Regions from separate parts of the Zea mays genome. Here region 1 is linked to region 2. Evidence: chromatin contacts called from public Hi-C data. All regions are on one chromosome and are shown on one strand. The core of a region is the stretch at or near the end of the contact, and the rest is flanking DNA. Distances in the headings are between cores, read along the strand shown. Region 1 holds the start of LOC101202728. Region 2 holds the start of LOC100283308 (chloroplast channel forming outer membrane protein).

Region 1 (4,946 bases), core at 2,093-4,592, 220 kb after region 2:
GGCCAAAAATGATCCCGTTTTGGTGCTTAATGCCAAAGGGGGAGAAATTAAGGCCAAAGCAAATGGATCAGCCAACCACTTGAGAATTTTGAAAATAGTAGAGTTAGAATTTGATTTTGTCAAAATACTCAAATTACAAAATTTGGTCTCTTGTGGGGGAGAATTTTTGATTATGGGGAAAGGGGGAGTTTTTGGTATTTGATCAATTTTTCTCTTGGAACATCTCTTGATTTGCCCAAACAAGTGTGTTTGACTTAGAGATAGGAAAAAGGAATTGATTTACAAAAACAAACTAAGTGGTGGCAAAGAGTGATCCAAATATGCCAAATCATAAGCAAAAACAATTTGGTCTTCAATTTGATTCAACATTGCACTTCTTTTGTTGCTTTTTGATGTGTTGGCATAAATCACCAAAAAGGGAGAGATTGAAAGGGAAATGTGCCCTTGGGCAATTTCTATAAATATTTTGGTGATTAGATGTACAACACATTATTTGAGTACTTATGTGCTAAATATGTGAAAGGTGCAAATCAAAGTAAAAGGTACATTTCTAGACTTAGTACATTGTTTTTGTGAACTAACATTGTTTGTCTAAGTGCTAGAAACAGCGCCGAAAAGAGAGGAATCGGATTGTAAAAGACTTGGCTGTGAGCAACAAAACTTCAGCTCAGTCTAGCACACCGGACTGTCCGGTGGTGCACCGGACAGTGTCCGGTGCGCCAGGCTGGTTCGCGGTGAACTCACCGCTCTCGGGATTCAACGACGGCGTACGGCTATAATTCACCGGACTGTCCGGTGAGCCAACGGTCGGCCGTGCAATCCGCGGGCGACACGTGGCCCGCAACAACGGTCGGTTGGGCACACCGGACTGTCCGGTGTGCACCGGACAGTGTCCGGTGCGCCAATCGACCCCGAGGACCAACGATCGGATGCGTCTGATTTGGAAGGCGATCGCGCACCGGACAACTACAGTGACTGTCCGGTGGTGCATCGGACTGTCCGGTGCACCACCCGACAGAAGGCAAGTTTGGCCCTCCAAGTTGGCCTCCAACGACTCCTAGTTGCCTTGTGGCTATAAAAGGGACCGCTAGGCGCATGGAGGAGTCACCCAAGCATTCACTAAGCATTCTAAGACTCCCACACTCCGTTTCCGCGCATTTGATCGATTGTGTTAGTGATTTGAGCTCCGTTCGAGTTGTGAACTCTCTGCGCTACGTTTCGAGCTCAAGTCTTGGCTTGTGTGCGTGTGTGTGCTGCGGATTTGTGTGTGTTGCTCTCCTAGCCTTACTCTTGTGCATTCTTTGAGATCTTTATTGTAAGGGCGAGAGGCTCCAACTTGTGGAGATTTCTCGCAAACGGGAGAAAGACTATAAGGAAGAAAGCCGTGATATTCAAGTTGATCATTGGATCACTTGAAAGGGGTTGAGTGCAACCCTCGTCCATTGGGACGCCACAACGTGGAAGTAGACAAGTATTACTTGGCCGAACCACGGGATAAAAATCGCGTGTCACTTGCGTTGCCTTCTCTGTGATTGTTGAACTCGCTTCAAAGCTACTTAGCCGTACTAACACTTTAAACTAAGTTTTGTGGCTATTAGTGTTTGATTTTACAGGATCACCTATTCACCCTCCTCTAGGTGCTCTCAGTACTCCATTGTGCCACCTACCCATATTCGGTCTTCAGTTTTGCCTCAGACTTAGACTCCATCTGTGGAGATTGGTTTGTGTTCATGGTAGACTCATGGCACCAAGCTACTCAACCCTCTAACCATACGACAACGACACTTATGTGGCGATTAGAAGACAAAAGGAACCAAAGAGAATTACGACGTCGTGATCAAGATACACATGACCAGATTCAGATGGTCGACTTCCCCGACTAACAAGTCTATGCTATGTCCAGACTCTAAACATCATGATGGTGAAACTTATCTTGGACAAGCTCACACCACTTCCCATCGAGACAACATGTTGGATCAGGACGACCTGAGTAAAACCGGATATACACAATTACACTATCTCCGTTTTCGAATATTTATTGGCGGCTAGTTTATTTTGAAACTAAACATCGATAAATAAAAAAGAACAGAGTAAGTATAGGTTAATACCACCACAGCTACGATATTGAGTTAGATTGCTGACAAGTACAACAGTAGATAGGAAAGAATAGAAGAACGGCGTGGTCCGACCTACCCGTCCAATATGAATCCAGACTCCAGAGCCATCGAAACTGAAAAATTCTTTCTCTCATTGACCTGCTAAGCTAAAGCCGCCGCACCGCAGCCACATCCTCGACCTCGATAACAAATAAATAAAAATAAAAAGCGGAGTATACATACATATTTCCTTTGATCGTTTTTTTTGCTAAAAGGAAAAAACGAGCACACATATGTATGTAGAATCCGTTTTTTATTTATTTGTTCCAGAGCATATAGGAACAGTAAAATGGTTGGCAGGTAGTAAAACATTGGTCAGAGGTCGCCGTCGACGTGTATTAGTACTAGTAGGGATAAGACTATCCGCAATCGTTATCTCTAAATTTTTCCCTCTATATCACTTTTCTCCCTTATTTTCTCCCCTATTTTTTCATCTCCCGCAGCGATTCCCCCTAAATACTCCCCTATACCCCACTACAATTATAAAATATTATTTTCTATATTAACTACTAATTTTTTATCTACTAATAATTACTCGTGGACCCACAATATAGTGTTTAGGGTGATGAACAGTGACACACTAGATCTGGAGGGAGAGAGAAGGAGGCCGACGCGTAGGGAGCATTATAGGGGCACCACTGGGGTCGTGGAGTGTCCCCTACACTGCGTAGGGGCTGCGTTGCAGTTAGTCTAAAAGGCGGGTCTCTGCGGCCGCTCTACGCTACGCCTCTGGTGCAGCAGCAGCACCCACCGCACCGCCACTGGGCTGCTGCCTTGCAAAAAGTGGGGCGAGTGAAGAAAGCAGGCAGCCATGCTTTTCGGGAGAAGGGGAAGGGAAAAGCAGCCAGCCAGCCAGCCACCACACTACCACAGCAAAGCAAAGCTCGCACCTCGCTGCGCACTCCCACTGCGCTTCTCTTCCTCGCACCAGCAGTCCAGACCAAGGAGGGACGCGGCGGGGGCAGCACCTTTCCTCTTCCTCCTCCCCCAGAAATCAATTCCTCTTCCCACACGATCCATCCGGAGGCGATCCAGCTCTTCGCGCCCTCTCTTCCCCAAACAGGATACATGAGTGTCTGTGTCTCTCTGCCTCGGTTATTTTTTTTTTGTTTTACTTCCGTCCGCCCCCCGCTCCCTTCATTCAAATTTCATCTCAATCAAATCATGTACAAACTGACTTTGTTCAATTCAATTCTGGCTGTTGCAGGGGGAGGCCGCGGAGAGAGCTGATTGATCGGGAAGAAGAAGAAGAACATCGCAATTCACTTGCTCCTGCGGCGGCTGTACTAGGGTAGCCGAGAACCCGCCCATACCCATGGCATCCTCCTCGGGGGGCGGCGGAGGCCGTAGGATGACCCCCGGAGGAGACTCCTCTGCCTCCGCCGGCGGCAGGAGGATCTACCGCACCCAGACCGCCGGCAACCTCGGCGACTCCATATTCGACAGCGAGGTCGTCCCGTCGTCGCTTGTCGACATCGCCCCCATCCTGCGTGTGGCCAACGAGGTGGAGGCCAGCAACCCGCGAGTAGCCTACCTCTGTGAGTAGTAGTAGCAGAATTCGTTTCGTTTTCAGTTTGTCTGCTTCTGCTTCCCTGTGGCCCTCGCAATCAGTCAATCAGTCACTCAATTTGGCCTCCCTCTTCCTCTCCAGGCCGCTTCTACGCCTTCGAGAAGGCGCATCGCCTCGACCCCACCTCCAGCGGCCGTGGTGTCCGCCAGTTCAAAACTGCGCTGTTGCAGAGGCTCGAGAGGGAGAACGATCCCACGCTCAAGGGCAGGGTCAAGCAGAGTGACGCCAGAGAAATGCAGAGCTTCTACCAGCTCTACTACAAGAAGTACATTCAGGCGCTTCAAAAAGTTGCTGATAAAGCCGACAGGTCTGTTTCTTCCTCCTTTATTCTATTGTTATGTACTCCACTTATTAGGCGTTCTACATAAAAATAAAAGTCATTACCCAATCAACTGATCAATTCATCCATCCCCAGGGCTCAGCTCACCAAAGCCTATCAAACTGCAGCCGTGCTCTTCGAGGTCCTCAGAGCCGTCAATGTCTCCCAGAAAATCGAAGTCGATAAGTCGGTAAGCATCACTACCACCTTTCTTGCTGGAGTACCATTGATATATGCATGCAGTAATACTCCCTCTGTCCCAAAATAGTCGTTCATATGGTATTCGTGCTGGTCAAGTTTGCCTAGATTTGAAAATATTAGCAATAATCTAAATAAGTCTATTATGAAAATAGATTCAAAGATATATCTAATGATACTAATTATATACTATAAATATTAAATATTTTGTTATATATCTTTGATCAACGTTAGAAATGGTTGACTCTTCGAAAAGTGATAACAACTACTATTTTGGGACGGGGGACTTCTACTTCGTTGGTTCCATCTTCCTATTGCAGCTCTCTTTAATTCCCTATTCACAGAACACAACCGCCCCTTGCAGATTCTGGAGACGCACAACCAGGTCGAGGAAAAGAAGAAGCTATACCTTCCTTACAATATCCTCCCGCTTGATCCTGACAGTGCCAACCAGCCTATCATGCTCTATCCTGAGGTTACCACCTATTTTATATCAACCTGCTATCGTTCATGTTCTCACAAGATGGTTATGCATTTTTACGCTATGGTTTATATGTTGCCTCGCATGTGTTATCATTATGTGTGTAGATCCAAGCTGCTTTCCATGCTCTTCGTAACACTAGAGGTCTGCCATGGCCCAAGGAACACGAAAAGAAGCGTGATGCACCCAAGGAACACGAAAAGAAGCGTGATGCAGATCTTC
Region 2 (5,057 bases), core at 280-2,779:
GTCTACGGTGTTCAGCTGGAGTAGTGTAGCTCCAAGAAGTTGCTTAAGCCAGTTAGTTTTTTTTTGCATGTGTTGGGGTGTGTTCTGAGGGTGAGTTGTGTCTGACAAGTTGCTTCGTTCAATATACAATATAGTTTTAGATGAACCTGTGTATTCATGATTGTTACAGCGCCCGATAAGGTGTTTCTTTTTCTAGTCATGTTAATGTGCTGTGCTCATGTGCAGGAGTGAACCAGCATCACCCAGAAGATTGTAAGGGGAAAAGAATCAGAGAAATAATTTGCAATCTAACTGAAACTTGTATGACTAGATAATTCACTCAGCCCGTGCGTCTTTTGAACGCTGTGACTGTTCATGATTAATCATGCTTCATTCACCACCCTACACCCATGCATGGCCATGATCGCTAAAAGGAAGCAACTGTTTAGGTGGCTTGCTTGCCGGTGGAACATTTTGCATCGGCTGGAAATAGAAATGGTCTGATTACCTTGTCACACAATTCGTAACCAACTTTGAGCCTTACGTCTTGGCCCTGTTTCAAGTCAAGTATGGTCCATGCCAGTTCAACGGATCCAGTTGTCTTCGTCTGCAAGGACCAAGGGGCACAGGCTTGAGACAGAGAGCAACATTGTGGTGTGGTTAATAAGATCACACACACTGGACTGACAGCAAGCGTATTTTTGCTCGAGAAAATTACCGGCTTCAACTCTTTATCGGTAAGTAGGCGCCCTTTAAGGTTCAGACCTAGGAACCCATTATCTGGTTTGAACAGGACGGCCTTCTTGGCGCGAAAACTGTAGGCGAGGTCATCGCCGTTGTGCAACTGGACGCCAGCTCCGAGATTGGCTGATAGCTATACATGGCATGTTTATTTTAAATTTTGTGGCAAACTGGTTTGCTTATCACTTGTAAAAGAAAGGATGGGTTGGCAGGTATGGAAATGGAGGGGGGAGTATCTGACGGCTGACCTGCGAGTAGAAGTGCCTGACAAAGAGAGCGAGATAACTCGGGGTAGTAACTCCGGCGGGGCTTGTGTGGAGGTCGAGCTCCGCATGAGCCTGCGCGGCAGCCGTGGGGTTGGAATCGAACCGAAGCAATCAGATGAGATGAAATTGAGACGACTGAATGAATGACAGAGTAAAGGGAGGAGGAATAGCAGCTGCAGCTGCACCTGCAGCAGCGAGCTGTGGCCGAGGGGCAGCTTCTCCTTGGCGTGGATGCGGAGGCCGCCGCCACTGCGCAAGCGCAGCGAGGTCTCCATGGGCGGAAGGGACGGAGCGAGAGAGCGGCAGAAGAAGCAAGCAACTCCCGCAGTCGCGTGACGATAGGTCCGGTAGGGTTTACTCCGACACTGCCGCGGGCAGGTGAGGGGCGGGAGGGCGGCGGTGAGTGCGGATTGGACTGCGACGAGGCGAAGCCGGATTGCCGATTAGCTGCCCCGCGCCGCCCGCCGGTATGATAGGAAGGACCGGAGGAGAGATGGTAGGCGAGCCCGAATAGGCCGGGGGCCATCGTTATGGGCTGTGTGCTGGGCTGAGAAATTTAGAACTATGTCAATATAGGATATGGACTTCGCTGTATTGCCATCAAACGGGTGATTTTCGTCTGAAATGCCATTATCAAACGAGACACATGTCATGAAATGTCTTTTTGCTATTTAAAAGAAAGAAAAACAATTTAATCTCTACTGCTCCATATGTTGGTACCGTGGACGTCCACCACATAGCTTCATCGTGCCCCCGCCCTTCCTCACCGCCCCTCCAACGTCCCCACCGCTCGGCTCTCTTCTCCTTCCTGAAATCCCCGTGTCGCGCAGATCTCACTCCAGCTCCTCGCCGGCACAAACCACGCACGCCGCACACAGCATGCCCAGCTCTCTTCTCCTCCCCGAAATCCCCGCGGCGCGCAGATCTCACTCCGGCTCCTCACCGGCACAAACCACGCGCGCGCCTCGACCCATGGCGCGCCGATCTGCCCGCGACCCCCAATCAATATTGAGTGTCGAGGTGAGAGTCCCCAAATCCCGCCCAGGTTCCTCTCCCTTCCCATTCGCGGACGGCGCTTCCGCGCGTCGACGTTTGCATCCCCAAATCCCGCCCCTGGTTCGGCGCTTCCCCACATCGAGGTGCCACACCATCGTCGCGGGGTCCCGACAACGTCAACAGCGTGCGGCCCCATCGTTCGCGGACCAACCTAGCCCCAAATCGTGCTGCCCAACTTTGCCCCAAATCGACGAGATGCAATGAAGAATTGTGCTGCCATCGAGGAGAATCGTGCTGCCCAAAACCTCGCCCCAAATCGACGCAGACCTACCATCGACGCGCATTTGGGTGTTCGCTTAATCGTCCTGTTTAAATCAGCAAGGTGCTGCGACAAGCCAGCGGATGAGCGTGGCGATCCCGCTGGAGCAGTCCATCACGCCCGTGCTTCAGGACTTTATGAATCTCAACATATTCTATCTACCAGTGTATTGTTATGGAGGTGAGGAGCTTATGGTGATCATGTCGTTGTTAGCAAGGGTATTTCATCCCTCTGTTGCTTTGGTCTTTCTTGTTGCGTCTGATGATAACGAAGTTTGTATTATTTGTTGCTCTGAGAGTTCTATGATTTGCGCTACGGCCCCGTCGTCGACTCCCACGTCCATGAGACCACCTAGGAGTTGCTCCTGTACAGCTAGCTCTACCAATTCGAGGGCCTCCCGAACTACACCTCTAGCATCATCGACCATGTCTGCCTCCAAGGGATGACGATGGTGAGGAAGATACACATGTGGTAGGTATTGATATATAGATCTTTTTAGTTAATAGTTGGCTAACAATTATAGTCATAATTGTTTGTTTTAATATGTCGTGAATTGCAACGGTTACAAGTGCCTTTGTTTTTTGTTTTGCGAGAAACATGCCACTTGTCTGGTGTCAAGGTTTTTCATGGCCTTGATAAGGTTTTGGAAAGTGGTGCAGTTGTCATGACTCTTAGAGATCATAGTATTCCTTCTAATGGGGATATCAATGAAAGTAAAGTTTCATATCTCTTTCCCCGTCATCTTTTCTCCATCTGCCCATTTTCAACCATATGTTTTTGATGATTTTGTTCCCTGACCAGCATTTCAAAAGCTAAGCTTTCTGAGTATTCAGGAAAGATTGAAGCACTAGCTTCTAGGCTCGTTGCTTCACTGGTACATTTCTATTGTATTCATTCATTTATTTGAATTGTTCCTACTATCATGCTTAGTTTAGTTGCTTGCTCTTTATAGAATTTAATTTAAATCAATCACAACATATGATATTAATTTTTATCTTGATTGTTACCTCTTATAGCTTTTAGATTGGATATACTTATTTGTTATTATAATATTCTTGTTGTCGCAGCCTGAAAATGAAAAGCCAATTACTGAAAGCGAAGATGAAATCTCTTATGAAGGAGCAAAGGCAAAAAGTCCAATATCTATGAAGGAGATCAACGTAAGTTCAATTTGGTCCATTTTATCTATTTTCCTTTCTTATGGTATGGAGTCAACAAATGGAATTAAATAGAGCCCATGCTAAGTTTGGACCAAGTCATCACGAGAGAAAGGAATCTATTAGAGCACCTATAAAATTGGATGTGGAAGCTCATGCTCGTATTCAGAAGCATAGGTATGCCAATCTATAAAATTGGATGTGGAAGCTCATGCTCACGTTCTGAAGCATAGGTATGCCAGTTTTTTTCTTAATCTGTGAGAAGTTATCTCAGGCTCCAGATCAATGCCCACATTATTCTTATACACAACTTCTTTATTGCACATGCACAATCTATTTATAGGACCAATTTTTTGCCTGATATTAGTAAATTGATGTGTTGTAAGCTATAATTGTTGTCGTGCCTATTAGCTTCATTGTTGTTCTAATTGTTTGAGGATTTGTGCGTCATTTTTTGTGTCATCAAATGAAGGTTGTGGTCTTGTTGTTACTTGAACTTCTTACCACATAGAAAACTTCAAGAAGAGTTAACACGTCGACGGAAGGAAGTTAGCCTAACGATGGTGTTTCCTGATTTAAATGTAAGATTGTGATGGTATGATGGATGTTTCAATTGGAGCATGCTATATAGTCCCCTTCATCATAGAAGGTTATGCATATGAACTCTTGGGATTTACAAAATTTGCGTCTATATGTTGGATGCAGCGTGATCTTACATCTTTGGAACAAAAGGCTGATGAACTGGCATCATCAGAAATGGCAGTTGCATATGGCTCCTCGAATTGGGCATTATTAGTTGAGGGATGACCTCCATCTACTGCCGAGTAAGTCACAAAAAGTGCTCTGTTTAGGCTGACTAGATAGGGTAATTGCTATTAGGTGTTATGTTCAGTTTTTCTATAGCATTTCTGGCGGGGTAATCTGAACTTCTATTCATTTTTCAAATATATTCTAGACCCTAACTAACTGATCCAAAATGTCACATTGATTGATATGTGGATTTTGATACTTCTGACTCCATGCAACTACTTGGAATGTTGCTTGTTGAAAGGGATATAGGGTTAACCAACGATTTTGGTGGTTGACGTACAACACAAACCACATGGACTAACTAGTTTGTCTATATATCATTTATCTCAGGTGCATAAGGTTGAACACAAACCAAGAAAGAAATTCTGTTAGGGAGTCAATCAAAAATTGGAGCAAGACTTAGAGTGTGCTGATTTTTGGTGCACCGGACAGTGTCCGGTGTGCACAAAGCCAGGCGCCCTTCGAACAAGCCACTCTCGGGAATTCAGAGACGCGCTCCGCTATAATTCACTAGACTGTCCGGTGAGCCAGCGGAGCAACGGCTCCCTGTGCGCCAACGGTCGACTGCGCAGAGTCTATAGTGTGAACAGTGTCACGCAGAAGTCAGAGGTCACCGGACTGTCCGGTGCAGCAAGACGACAAGGCGCTCCAACGGTCAACTACTCCAAACCCTAACGGGTGCGCTGACGTGGCTCGCACCGGACAGTGAACAGAGACTGTCCGGTGCGCCACCGGACTGTCCGGTGCGCCCATCGCCATCAGACTTCACCAACGGCTAGGAAGTGGTTG

What was found. A called contact is a pair of places that touch in the nucleus more often than the background predicts.
Region 1: a contact with region 2 is called in a Hi-C map of bundle sheath, with 2.7 times the contacts expected there. The contact joins the promoter of LOC101202728 here to the promoter of LOC100283308 in region 2. A contact is called at or near these places in 11 of 25 Hi-C or Micro-C datasets (bundle sheath, ear, endosperm and 3 more) and 2 of 3 datasets of contacts at active chromatin or transcription factors (leaf and seedling).

What each region holds. Positions count from the first base shown.
Region 1 is chr5:225,709,692-225,714,637 of Zm-B73-REFERENCE-NAM-5.0, forward strand. LOC101202728 reads left to right here and starts at 3,343. Exons shown (of 41, transcript NM_001398272.1): 1 at 3,343-3,694; 2 at 3,808-4,033; 3 at 4,142-4,235; 4 at 4,608-4,718; 5 at 4,832-4,946. The coding sequence starts at 3,472.
Region 2 is chr5:225,487,875-225,492,931 of Zm-B73-REFERENCE-NAM-5.0, forward strand. LOC100283308 (chloroplast channel forming outer membrane protein) reads right to left here and starts at 1,530. Exons shown (of 5, transcript NM_001156210.2): 1 at 1,172-1,530; 2 at 969-1,058; 3 at 698-853; 4 at 488-586. The coding sequence starts at 1,261.